Regions from separate parts of the Mus musculus genome. Here region 1 is linked to region 2. Evidence: chromatin contacts called from public Hi-C data. All regions are on one chromosome and are shown on one strand. The core of a region is the stretch at or near the end of the contact, and the rest is flanking DNA. Distances in the headings are between cores, read along the strand shown.

Evidence for each region. Hi-C and Micro-C count contacts between places; a contact is called where the count stands out from the background.
Region 1: a Hi-C map of cerebellar granule neurons shows a contact between it and region 2, with 2.1 times the contacts expected there. The contact joins the enhancer-like site here to the promoter of Stxbp5l in region 2. A contact is called at or near these places in 8 of 484 Hi-C or Micro-C datasets (the N1E-115 cell line, brain, cerebellar granule neurons and 5 more), 1 of 115 datasets of contacts at active chromatin or transcription factors (embryonic stem cells) and 3 of 9 other capture datasets (adipose tissue, liver and pancreatic islet).

What each region holds. Positions count from the first base shown.
Region 1 is chr16:37,419,316-37,425,833 of GRCm38.p6, forward strand. No RefSeq gene overlaps it. Among named protein-coding and RNA genes, the nearest start is that of Stxbp5l, 38 kb to the left of the region's middle. Within about 2 kb of position 3,821, at least 4 of the 459 cell types and tissues checked have an H3K27ac peak or open chromatin away from gene starts, as enhancers often do. A contact at or near this core is called in cerebellar granule neurons and cerebellum, where this site is marked.
Region 2 is chr16:37,382,254-37,388,652 of GRCm38.p6, forward strand. Stxbp5l (syntaxin binding protein 5-like) reads right to left here and starts at 2,705. Exons shown (of 28, transcript NM_172440.3): 1 at 2,557-2,705; 2 at 1,259-1,452. The coding sequence starts at 1,444.

The DNA.
Region 1 (6,518 bases), core at 2,571-5,070, 38 kb after region 2:
TTCTGCTTTCAATGAGTTAAGTTTTAACGCCCACTCTTAAGTTCATTGAACCCCAATTAACAGGGAATCTAGAGATTCAATTTAAGAACTATAAATTGCCTTATATTGGTGATAAAAATGAAAAGCTCTTTTGACACTTTCTTATAAGTAGATGACTAGTAATTGTGGTTTTATAGCAAATTGCTTCAACTGGTATTATTGGACACTTTGAAATTCTAGGAGTTCTACAACCTAAAAAACTCAGAGATACTTCAACTTTTCCAAGCTTCTTGACACGCCAGGAGACAGATACCTTTATCATGGTTTCTATTCTTAATAAAATCAAATGGCAGGCTGGCCAGCATGCCAAAGTGAGAGATAAATCTCACTTTCATATTAATTTTCTTGCCCCAAAAATGCTGATTTTTGTCTTTTGGGTTGTTTAGTTGCTTGAATATAAGGATGTGTTACTTTTTCACAATTTCTACTGTGTCCAGTCAATAAGTTAAATGTGTTTGTCCAAATGAAATCCTATGTGCTCACGCAAGTTTCAAGATAAACATGAAACTTGGCTCACCACAGGGCAGGTACTTTCATGGCTCCACATTCTGGACAGATACTAACAAGAACTAAAAATCCAACAATGCGTAAGAGAAAAGTTCCTGCCCGCACTGGGCTTATGGGAAAATAAAAGGGACAGATACTTTCAAGCCATTCTTCCCCAGAAGAACTTGTAACTAAGCTTAGACCTCATTGCGCTGAAGGAAAGTAGTGTCAGTCATGTAACAAGCATCCTATGTCTGCAGCTCCTCAAACCACTGGCTACTGGCTTACAATCAAATGAAAGCATCTGACGCCCCCACCTTGGTGTTTTGCCCTTGTTGAAGCCTTCTAAACTCTTTCTATTCAAAGGACAGATGAAGAAATAAAAAAGTTTGGGGTGTGTGTGTGTGTGTGTGTGTGTGTGTGAGTGTGTGTTAAATGGACCAAGCCAAGCACATTACTTCCACTCACATGGTCATAGCTAACCACAGTGGAAGCTAGAAAACGTGGTCCAGTCTACCTGCTAAGGATGAAGTGGGTGGGAGAGAGAAATGTATTGGGTTGAACAGGAGTAACAGGTGCTCAAGCCAGAAATGTGAGTTGAATGTAGTTTAAAAAAAAAAAAAAAACTGGGAGGAGAGAGTGAGAGATGATGAAAAAGGTTACAGACAGAGGTGAGGGCATGAAGAGGCAGGTGAGAACATGGTGTCTAGGAGATGAAGGTTGGTTGGTGAGGATGGAATAGAAAATTGGAGCTGCTGAAGCAAGTGACAGGTAGACCATAAATATCTCTGCAGACCATTTTAAGAAAGGTTGGCTCTATTAGTCATGCCATGAGAGATTTTAAATGCCAGGCAAGTCATACCACTGAGTCATATTCCTAACCCTTACAGGCTTTAGCCAGAGAAAGGAAATGACCAGCTTAGGGATTTAGAAACATGGGAGTCTTGTGGAAGTTGGAGGAAGGATTGAGGGACCCGAAGAAGATAGGGGACTCCACAGAAGTCGCTATCAACTAACAGAATCAACTAACCTGGACCCTCAGGGGCTCCCAGAGACTGAACCACCAACTAAAGAAATACATGGGCTGGACCTAGCTCCCCCCCCCCACACACACACACATATGTAGCAGGTGTGCAGCTTGATCTTCATGCATGTCTCCCAACAGTTGGAGCAGGGGCTGTCCCTGAATCTGTTGCCTGTCTGTTGACCCCATTTCCCTAACGGGGCTGCCTTATCTGGACTCAATGGGAAAGGATGCACCTAGTTCTATAGAGACTTAATGTGCCAGGATGGGGTGATAACCAGGGGAGTCCTCCTCCTTCTCAGAGGAGAAGGGAAGAGGGGCTGGAGGAAAGAGCTGGGGGAGGGGGAACTGAAAGGAGAGGAGGTATGATATTGGGATGTAAAGTGAATGCATAAATTAATAAAAAAAGAAACAATTATTCAAACAATGTGGAAAAGAAAGTGGAAGAATTGGTGGATAATAAGAACACAAATAGTGTAAGAAATCATTTCAGCCATAAAAGTTGTAGACCTTGAACGAGGGCAACGTCACAGTGAGGCAGGGGGATGGAGGCTGGCTTGATAACATTTAGGAGACAGAGTTGAAATAATATAATTTCTGGCTATATGCGGATTGCATATAAAATCAGTCTTTGATATTTCAGATTTTCATCTGCACTTCAGCAATATACATTGCTGAATATACTTGCTGGTTCAGCTCAGTAAGCCAGAGCTGATGCTTCTAATCCATGTAACGCCAAGGTTTCAATCTTTGGAATGAGGTTAGTGTGTTTCTAACCTACTGAAAAACCTATCACAACAATATACTCTATTTGGAATTATAAATTCATGCTGGGACTTGTACTTCTTGTCCAAGGCCATTTGGCAGAAGTCATTACCTAAGTCAATAACCAAGATGAATTAGGAAATTCCCAAGTGACTCTGGGCACCTGATACTGTACTTTTCTCATCCCATAGACTTCTAAAAATTATGGAATTGCCCAAATTAAAACAACTTTTTCTGCCTCATCCAAAATCAGGCTACATTTTGGTTTGGAGTGATAGTTTAATTTTCTCCCAGGCTGAAGAAGCAAAAACATCTTTGTCAGACAAGAAGCAAGATGTGCCAACAGTCTTGCTGAGCAAAGGCATTGCCATCATATTTCTGAACATATTCGGTTGGCAGAATCCCAGATTGGGTTCTGAGACCTACCACCTGAAGACATTCTGTTTCTGTAATATCAAATCACCAAGATGCTGTTTGCCAAGACTCACACGGTTGCCCACCTGGCCAGCACTGACCACTTTAGAAATTGCGATAGCCATCAGAAGATCCTGGCTGACATTGTGGAAATCAGGCAATGCCCACTAGCCAATCATTGCCCACAAACTGATCATTAGAAGTTAAACTAATTCCTCGATTCAGAAACTGTGTGGTATGTCTTCCTGACCCTTCACTGATTTGTGGTTCTGAGAGATATCATAGTGTTTGCCTGTCTCTTCATCCCTCTCTGAGAGTCCTTAGCGTAACTAGCACTTTCTTGGCTGCTCGTAAATCTCATTTATGTCTATGCTCTGAATAGATTTTGGTGCCACACACTGATTTTTCAACCTCTAAATTTCACATCTGGCTCCTCCTCAGAATGAAAGATGCATTTCTTCTGGGTACCTCACTTTCATCCTACTCTAATGTTCCTCTGCCTTCTGCAGAGTTTTGTCTGGTATTGAGGCTCTCACAACACCCCGAGACATCGTTTCTGACCTCTTCAACTGGATTATTTATTGAAGACCATCTGTCTCTGCAGGTATTGTAGCACTTGGTTTTCAGCACTATAATATGTGACCATAGGACTAATCTCATAGATTTCTCTTTTTGAGGGGTGGGGAAGGGGCAATTTGGGAGGTTTTTGGCAATAGGAATTGGCTAATCACTCCTGCTTCTTACTAAATTTTTTTTCCTCCTTGGTTCTTACAATTAGAAATCCAATTTGAGTCTCAAAATAGATTTTGAGCAGATCCCATCTTTATCGCATAGTTGACAAATGCACTATTTCATTCTGATAAAATAACTTTTCAGTGTTGGGATTAGCTAAAGCCAGGGGTCATTACCTCACAGCCCCAAATAGTCCACCAGAGGATTTTGGATAATATAGGAGTTAGCTGCCTGGACTGGCTGCAGAGTAGCAGCTGGGCTGCTGGCCGTAACTCGGCCACTATTGGCAGTCACCATCTCATACAGCATCCTGGCAGCTATGCAAGAGGTGGTCAGTGATTCCAGCCAGATGAAGCCCAAGACTCCCAGCAGGAAAGGTACAGCAGCAAGCACCACGGCTCCTCCTACCAGATCACAGCGCCTGCTGCTGCTACCATCGCAGTGAGGTAGAGCCTTCTGCCTACTCAGCTGATTTCAATTTTTCTGGGAATCTTTTTGAGGCTTTCAACATTTTTATGATGGGTAATAAATAATAAAGTCTTTTCAAGAACAAGGGACACATATATATGTATCTCCCCAAATGCTTTCAAATTACTTATTAGACATTATTGTTCAATCCAGCCAATGTCTTTTCATTCTCTACTGCAGAAAAGCCAGTAGCTCACAGTTAACTCACTATACGGAGTATTGTCTCTGATGTTCTCTCTCACCCCAAACTCAATAAAAATCACAAAAAAACAATGCATATACATACACACACACACACACACATATACATATGTATATATACACATACATATAGAACATAAATCATAAAAATTAAACTCACCGAGTATATATATATATATCAGATCACAGCGCCTGTGTGTGTGTGTGTGTGTGTGTGTGTATACACACACACACACACACACACACACACACATATACATATATATGCATTGAGTCTGGGTTTTGTGATTTTTTTATAGGTTTTTTTTTTCCTAGATGGTTATCCAGTCAGCAGTAAGTACTATAAGATACAAATTCTCACTAATTCTTCTATTTGAAATCCCATTACTGGCTTATACTCTGAATCCCAAGTAAGCCTTTCTTTAATGTAGTGTATAGTAGAAAAATGAAGTGGTGGTTTTAAGACTCTCAAACAGTGAAACCTAACACGTATAGTGCATCGTGTTAGCTGCATTAACTGCTCTTATCATACATAAATCTTCACAACAAGAACTACATTCTTTAAATATTTATTTGTGTGTGTCTGTGTTTGTGCACGCGCGCGCCTGTGTAAGTATATGCAAGATATGTCAGTGCCCACAAAGACCAGACGAGGGCATCAGATCCCTTGAAGCTTAAGTTACAAGAGTCCATCTGACTGGGATGCTAGGAAACAAACTCAGGTCCTCTGGAAGAGGTTCTGAACTGCTGAGCCATCTCTCTAGCCTTATTATCACCCCTTCTTTTAGATAAGGGAAAGATAACTAAAGCTAAGAAAGATTGAACCAGGACAAAACAAAATCAGATTCTGTAGTCCAATGTGATTCAATACCCACATGACTCTAACAATATTATTCTCTATATAGTGAGTGTCAATTCTGTGGTTTGAAACAGTGGCAGAATAGTTAGTTGGACTAGGTCTGGGATCAGAGACTAGGAAAACATTCCAAGATAGATCAAGCCTAGGAACTAAACATCAGAGCATATGCAAGAGATTTTAATTTTAACACATATTAGTTTTCTCTTCCTATCATAACAATGATCACAAAATTAGCATTTGCAAACCATTTGAATTTATTGTGCTACAATTCCATAGCTCAAAAGTCCAGCATAGGTCTCACTGGACCAAAATCAAAAAATGATGTTGATGTTGCATTGCTTTCTAGAAGCTCTAGGAGAAAATTCATTGTCTTGCCTCTCCCAGCTACAATTCTTGGCCACTTTCCCCTTCTCTTCGCCTTCTAAGCCTATGACATAGCTTCCCTTAGATTCTGCATTACTTTAATCTTCTTTGGCCTCCATCTTCTGCTTCTAAAGACTCTGTGGCAACATGCAACACACTCAAATACCAGGTTAAAACAAAGCAAAATAACAAGAACAAAAATGTATCCAGTCTTCCAAAGGAATGTTGGGGTGGGGAATTAATAAGCAGTTATAAATTGAGTCTCTCTCTCTCATTCTCTCTCTCTCTCTTTCTCTCTCATTCTCTCTCTCTCACACACACATACGCACACAGAGACTAACACATAGACACACACAAGCATATACACATGCACAGACATACACACTCACATATAAACACATACACACAGACACAGACACACACAGACACATACACACACAGACACACACATACATACATACATACATACATACATACATACATACACACACCCATATATATATATATATATATATATATATATATTCTCACATCTGAACCTCCAGTATCTCAGATATAATCTTAATATTTGAAACATTGTCTCTGCAGAGCACTTAAGATCATAATGTAGAAGTATGAGCCCCTACTCCAATATTACTGATGCCTCTATAAAAAGAATGCCATAGTGGGGGCACTTGGGCACAGGTTGGAATGCCTGTTACACTGAAGACAATCAGAGTGATACCTGTACAGGTCAAAGAATATCAAACATTGGAAGTACCTCAGAGGGTGGAAAAGAAGCAGGGAACAGATCCTCACAGCCTTCAGGGGGAACCAGGCCTGGTGACATCTGATTCTTGAGCTCTCAGCCTCCAGAATCCTGAGTTCATTGATTTCTGTTGTTCAAGGCACACAATTTCTGGCACTTCGTTATATCATCTCTGAGAAACTCCTACTTAAACTTTCAAGAACATGAAATCTGGAGACACTGTCAGGGAGCTCTGCCAATACTCTGTGCAGGAAATGAGATGTAAGATAGAACACCAGGGTTAGACAGCAACCAAGGACAAATGTGACTTGATACCAAGTCAGCTAATCCAGCTGGACACCTTCTAAGACTCAGGGAAGACACAAAACCTGCATGTGGGAGAAAGAGGCACCCAGTGATGAACTCAGGGACAGGTCAGA
Region 2 (6,399 bases), core at 1,455-3,954:
TGCTCTATACTAATTTTATCTGAAATAAAATTCTCCTGCATCACTATCACGTTCATTACTTGAGGGTATTAGGATTTTTTTTCAGAATATGGGAAAGGAAATAGAAATAAATAATCAAGACATGATTCTCCTGTGTAGCAATTCAAATTTGGCTTCCAGGGCTCTTTCACATATTTGTTTCAGAACCGCTATTAAGTTCTTCCTTAACTGATATAATATCTATTACTTCATATTGTATTCAAATTTCACACAATTGATTAAATCTATTTAATTCTAAATAAACTTGGGCCTTAAGTAAACTAATAACTATAGATTTGATGTTTTTATAATAAACTTTCTAGGAAGAGCTGAGACAATGACTGAAACTTAACCTGATTTTTCTTATTATGTATTTATATTATGTATTCAATCACATTTATAAAACTATATTCATTTATATCATACAAATGACTTAAAGGTGGTTTTTTTTCTCATATAAGTCATATCAAAATTACACTGAAAGGTAACACCCAAAAAGAGCAATGAAGAAAATATACCATCTCATAAAGTAATACTATAATATCTTTATATAGCAATGTTACATTTTTTTTTTTTTACTATTTCTCATCTTCTTTCCCTGTCCAAAATTCTGCTTGTTCATTGGAAGCTCAAAATCAAAGTATAATGGCCTAAATGTTTTCCTCTGAATCAGAACACGTTGCTTTGCTTTTCTGGGAATTCTGAGTTCTCACAAGAATTGAGCCCATAGGATTTGTATGCTTATCAAGGGTCTAAGATCCCTTTTTTTCTAATATCTAGAATTTTAGAACACTGTCACTGGGCACATTAATCTATTATCTACTTAATTCTAGCAACATGTTGAGAGCCTTATTCATTTTACAACTAGACAGAGAAAAGGAATAACAGTTTCTCAGAATGAAAACCCAGGAAGCCAAATGGCTGTCATTTCTCCTTCAGTTTAGTACGTATACACAAACGTATTTTGTCCACTTATTTGGCTTTAACACCTTGGAAATACTACTTTTTGTGTGTCTTTTCCTTCTCTTTAAAATACCATTGTTGCTTATAAACCGATGCCAAAGTTAATATCTAAAGTGTTTTTATTCATTCAAATCAACTTAGTACTAGGCTCTTTGATACTGACGTCTCAACAATTTCCAGCCCTGCAAATGTATGTGTGTGTGTGTGTGTGTCTCCTTGTTTCTTCACAACAGTAAAGTAGAAATATAACAGGCCCTAAAGCCAATTCAAAACTTACCTTGCAAATCTGGAAATAGTCTGAAGTCAGGCTTTCCTGAATTTCCTCTCTCGGAAGCCCTGCAGTCCCTCCTGGATGGACAGAGCCACTTCCAGCCCCACCACTGTTACTGCCACTGCTGCTACCACTGCCAGGGGAAGAGGCAGTTAAGCCATCCAAAACTTTTCGGAAATTAAACTTCTTCATTTTAAACACTGTCGAAAAATTAAAAGGAAAAGAGAAGTGGTCACAAACATGGAATTTTACGGGGCAAAAGCCTCTATCTTTTCATTAGTCAAGGCAGGAGTAGCTAGTCCCCATTTTATGAGCATTGGATGTAATCGACGGGGAAGAGGGGTTCGGGCTTCATGTCCTCAAATTTTAACTTTAAAAGGGATATCTTTATAAGATAAAGAGAACACAACTCCAAGAGCAACAGTATTCCTTCCTTCGCACATTCAGATTTTCAAGGGCTTTATCCCCAGCTGTAGCTATGCTTTATCAGCACTGGGGTAAAAATAAAAGGCCGTGTCATCATCGTCATTAGCATTATATCATCATTATTATACAATCAAACCAGAGCCCAACAGACCAAGACCCTATGGACTGTTCTGAAAGGGGGGCTTTCCTTCTTCAGGGTCAACTCATAAATTTTTATTATCGGAAAAAACGATGTTGTAGGGGAACCAGTATTTACTCTTCCACCATGTTTGGGGCTCCCCCCCACACAATCCCATCATCTTCAAAGCTTCCTTTTTCTCAATAGAAACTAGGGGACAGGAAAAAAAATGGCTTTTTTCCATCCCATATACCCAAAAACCTAGACCCCAAAACATCTGCGGTGACTCACGGCCACAGCCGACGGGAGGGGCGAGCGGGGACCGCCTGCCTCCACCTGTCCCCAGCTCCTCTCTTCTGCCCCTCTCCCGCCTCTGGTCTCCCGTGTCCCCTCCCCGCCCGGCTCCCCCTCTGCACAGCAGCGGCTCTCCGGGGGATGTGAGGCGGTGACGCCTGCGGCCCGAGTCCCGCCTCAGCCTGCGGGGCGCGCAGAGCTGGCTCTCTCGCTCCCTCCCAGCCAAGCAGGGCGCTGAGGCTACCACCGCGGGCTACGAGCCCTGGAGCCCTCACAGACAGCCGGGAAGCCACACGCACCTCAGACAGCTGCGCGGGCGCGCTCTCCCTCTTGCACAGGCACACACACACACACACACACACACACACACACACACACACACACACACACACAGGCGTGCGCACAGGTGTGAGGGCAAGCCGCGATGGGACAGCACGGGTGTCCCTGGGGACCCCAGACTTAGCACCTTCCTCAGACGCCACTAGCCGCCGGCCAGCCCGTGAGGCGGAGGGCGCGGAGGCTGCAGGCTCACAGGCGGGCGAAGGTCCAGCCCGGATCCGGCCGCTTCTCGGGTCCCTCTGGTCCTGGTGCCTGGCGCTCTCCGAGGTCCTAACCGAGCGGGCGGGTCTGTCTCAGGCTCCGCCCCCGCCGTGGGAGGTAGGCCCCGCCCCAGTCGGCCCGCACCCTCCTCCCTCCCAGACTCTCGCGCCGGGGGCGGGGCACTCTGGGCACCAGGGGGGCGGGACATCCTCTCGCCAATCACAAGCTCCACTGACCTAAGTCTTAGGGATTCCAGGCAGGAAAGAAGTTTGGGGATAGGTCAGAGAAAAAGCCAGTGACAGGAGGAGGGGATCATTTAGGAAAGTAGGTGATGTATTTGATTGACAGCCATACTAGCCAGTATGCCTTGGCGCCGTGCTTTGGGGGCTGTAATTGGTGCTACCTGTTGAAGGACGCAAGTGTGAATCAATAGAATGCTTGCAAGCTTGAGAACTTGCGCTCCGGGAGTCCCAGGCTGCAGAAAGGGTTACCTTAGGTCGTGCTCTGGACTGTATTGTGGACCCGGCTTTTGGACCGGGCTTATTTTGCAGCCTTCCCCCACCCCCCAGCACCCCTTGAATCTATTTCTGCTCACCAGGGCCAGGTGCATCTAATAGACGATCTCGCTGCCCTGCTATATGCGTTGAACGTAGATTTGTAAATAATCCCTACAAACTGTTAGTTCTCTCCATTAAGTCATCTGTACCAAAATGAATTGGTTTTCGGTGGAAATGTTGGCTTCCAAATCTTAAGGAAATGATTTGCCTACTTTATACAGCCTATGGAAATAGACCAGCGTTCCCCTTCTCCACATAGACAAATTAAATTTTTGAGGAAACATTTCTCTCAAATCATGACAAGATGCATCTTAAGCTTTTTTCTCATTTGAATCATTTTGGAAAATACTCTATTCCATACAGGAAAAAGAAACATCGCACCATTGTGAAGAAGGTGATGTAGTTCTGAGCCCTGACTGGCTTTTGGTAAAAGGCTCAAGGTCCATAACTAACTGTACACTTTAATCTAAGCAACAGGGATCATTAGAAATCGTCCCAAATATTTACTGTCCTACATCTTAGGTATGAAACACCACTTCCAGACCCATCCCTTTCTCTGTCAGAGATGAGAGGGGAGAAAGGGAAGACTTGAATGCCTTATGAATTACTCAGGCAAATAGCAAAGAAACCATGGCGATCAAATCGCGCTCAGATTTTCGGAAACTCAGCTCGGTATTCACATTCTCATTTTGAATGTTCTACTCCTTAACACTTGCAGCACTTCTTTTTGTAACCCTCTCACACTTTCACGGTCAAACCCAGATAGTGATTTTCTTAATAACCATTAAGGAGTAGAACTTTGTGCTTCTAGTTAATTTAGTACCTGGCACAGTATTTCTCTTAGAAAGAGCATTCAAAGGGCTTTAGACAATGGATTAGTTACTGGCTATAAGATAAAGATTTATGAGATGATATCTAACTTATCATGCTTGGGAGGAGTGAAAAATAAGTATGGAAACAAATTTCATATGTGTTATAAACTGGATCTTGAAGTGCTTCTAAATCCTATATCAGATACCTAACAATACCTGTCTTTTGCTGTCTCCTGTTGCCTTTTTTTTTTTTTTTTTTTTCCTTTCTGGCCCATTGTTCATTTCCAAACATCGGAGTTAATGAGAGCTAAAAGATTTTCTTCCTCTTTTTACGTCTAGCTTTTCTTTGAAAGGAGGCGATTTGGTGAGTTAACCATTATTAAATAGAGTGATGGATTTAGAATGCTTTCTTTGCTTCAGCAAAATTTGACCTACCTACTTAAGGGTCAATATGAAAACAAGCCCACAGCATGTGGAGGTCTGGCCTTTTGGTAAAAGTGAAGGAAGAAGATATTCCAGTTCAGCAAAGAGACATAAAATGTTTACAAACAAAACTTAGGTCACTCATCACAAGCATCATACTATCACAAATGTATTCTATGAAAAAAAAAAAAAACCAGAACTGATAAAGGAAAAGCATATTAAACAAGTTAACAAAGATCATGAAGGGAATTCAACAACCTGCTAAGTTAAAAAAAAAAGCTATAAAACACACAGCAGTCCAGATGGGATGACAAATAGGTATGAAAAGTAGAAGAAATGTTGTGTCAAAATATACACGTTTCCAATAAATATTAGAAAGTTAAAACAGCTGGTAAGGTGACTCGGTGGTAAAACATTTGTCTAACTTGTGCAGGGCTGTGCTTTCATTCTCCTAAATAAACACACACATAAAATTAAAAATAAAATGAAATACTATAGTTAGGACTCTCTGGCATAATTTTAAATATTAGCAATTCTCTACAGTAGCACAATAACTTATACATGGTGAATATCCAGCATATGTTAACTTGAATATAAGATAACAAAAGGCAGGAGGCACCTTGTATGTTGGGAAACAGTAAAAAGAATCTTACTACATGAATCATAATGAAATATTTGTGAATGCACATTCCATCCTGAGTTAAAAAGCAACAGGGTGTTATTGTATAAACATTTGGGAAAGGGAATGAGATCAGAAGATACAATATAGCCTATAAACAATATAGAAAATGCTAGAGCTGGGTTAAGTAATGATCACTCCTGGCTTCTTCCTGCCCATGTGACAAGTATAAAGAGCTATATGAAAGAAAAGTGGCCTGAGCTTGATACTTGCAACAAAATAAGTAAATCACAAATCTAATAATCAAATCAACAAAGCTAATAAACTGGAAGGTGTTTAGAATATGTGTCGAAAAGAAAGTACAGCTCACTTTAAGGAGTTACAATCTTGGACTCAAGCCAACAATGAGGGGGATCTAAGCTACTTTTCTACACTGAAAGAGCAATCAAAAAAATTGCACAAAAAACTATACTCATGTGACACTTCTAATAGAAAGGAGTACTTGATGAATTGGCTGAGCTTTGATAAAAGCATGCAGGGAAGACAAAGCAAACTTGTAAATGGTATATTGTATATATAAAGTCCTACCGGGTGGGTGTCACCTATATCCCAAACACTGGAAGCTGTGAACTCCATAAACATCTCATCCATTGACTGCTCATTATAACTCTAGGAGATGGGTAGTTATTCTCCCCACATTATACGTATAAGAAAACATAAGTTTCAGGGGGGAAAAATTGCCTACAGTCACTTAAGATAATCTAGTCTTCAAATCTAGGCCTAACTTCAAAGATTATGTTACTTAACTATTACTAATTTAGAAAAAAAACTAAACAAGGTAGAATAGAAAGGGGGGGGGTAGTCAGTTCTTCTTGAAAATGTAGCTATACATGATTAGTTTACCAGAACTCTTATAACAGTACAAATTGGGTTTCTTAAACAAGAAAATGTATTTTCTCACCACGTTGAAATCTAGAGTTATATTATCAAGGTATCAGCAGGTTTAATTTCTCCTGAAACTTCTAATTGGCTTGCACCTTCTCTGTGGTCTTGCTTGGTCTTTTATCTGTGGGCCAGAACCCTAATGTCAGTGTGTCTAGATTCCCTCATCTTATGATACCTATCAGACTATAGTAGAGGCCACCTTATTGGCCTTGTTTGAATTGAATCTTTATTTTTTTAATTAGGTATTTATTTCATTTACATTTCCAATGCTATCCCAAAAGTCCCCCACACGCTCCCCCACCCACTCCCCACTACCCCCCCCCACTCCCACTTCTTGGCCCTGGCGTTCCCCAGGCCAAGAAGTCTGCACGGCCAATGGGCCTTTCTTTCCACTGATGGCCGACTAGGCCATC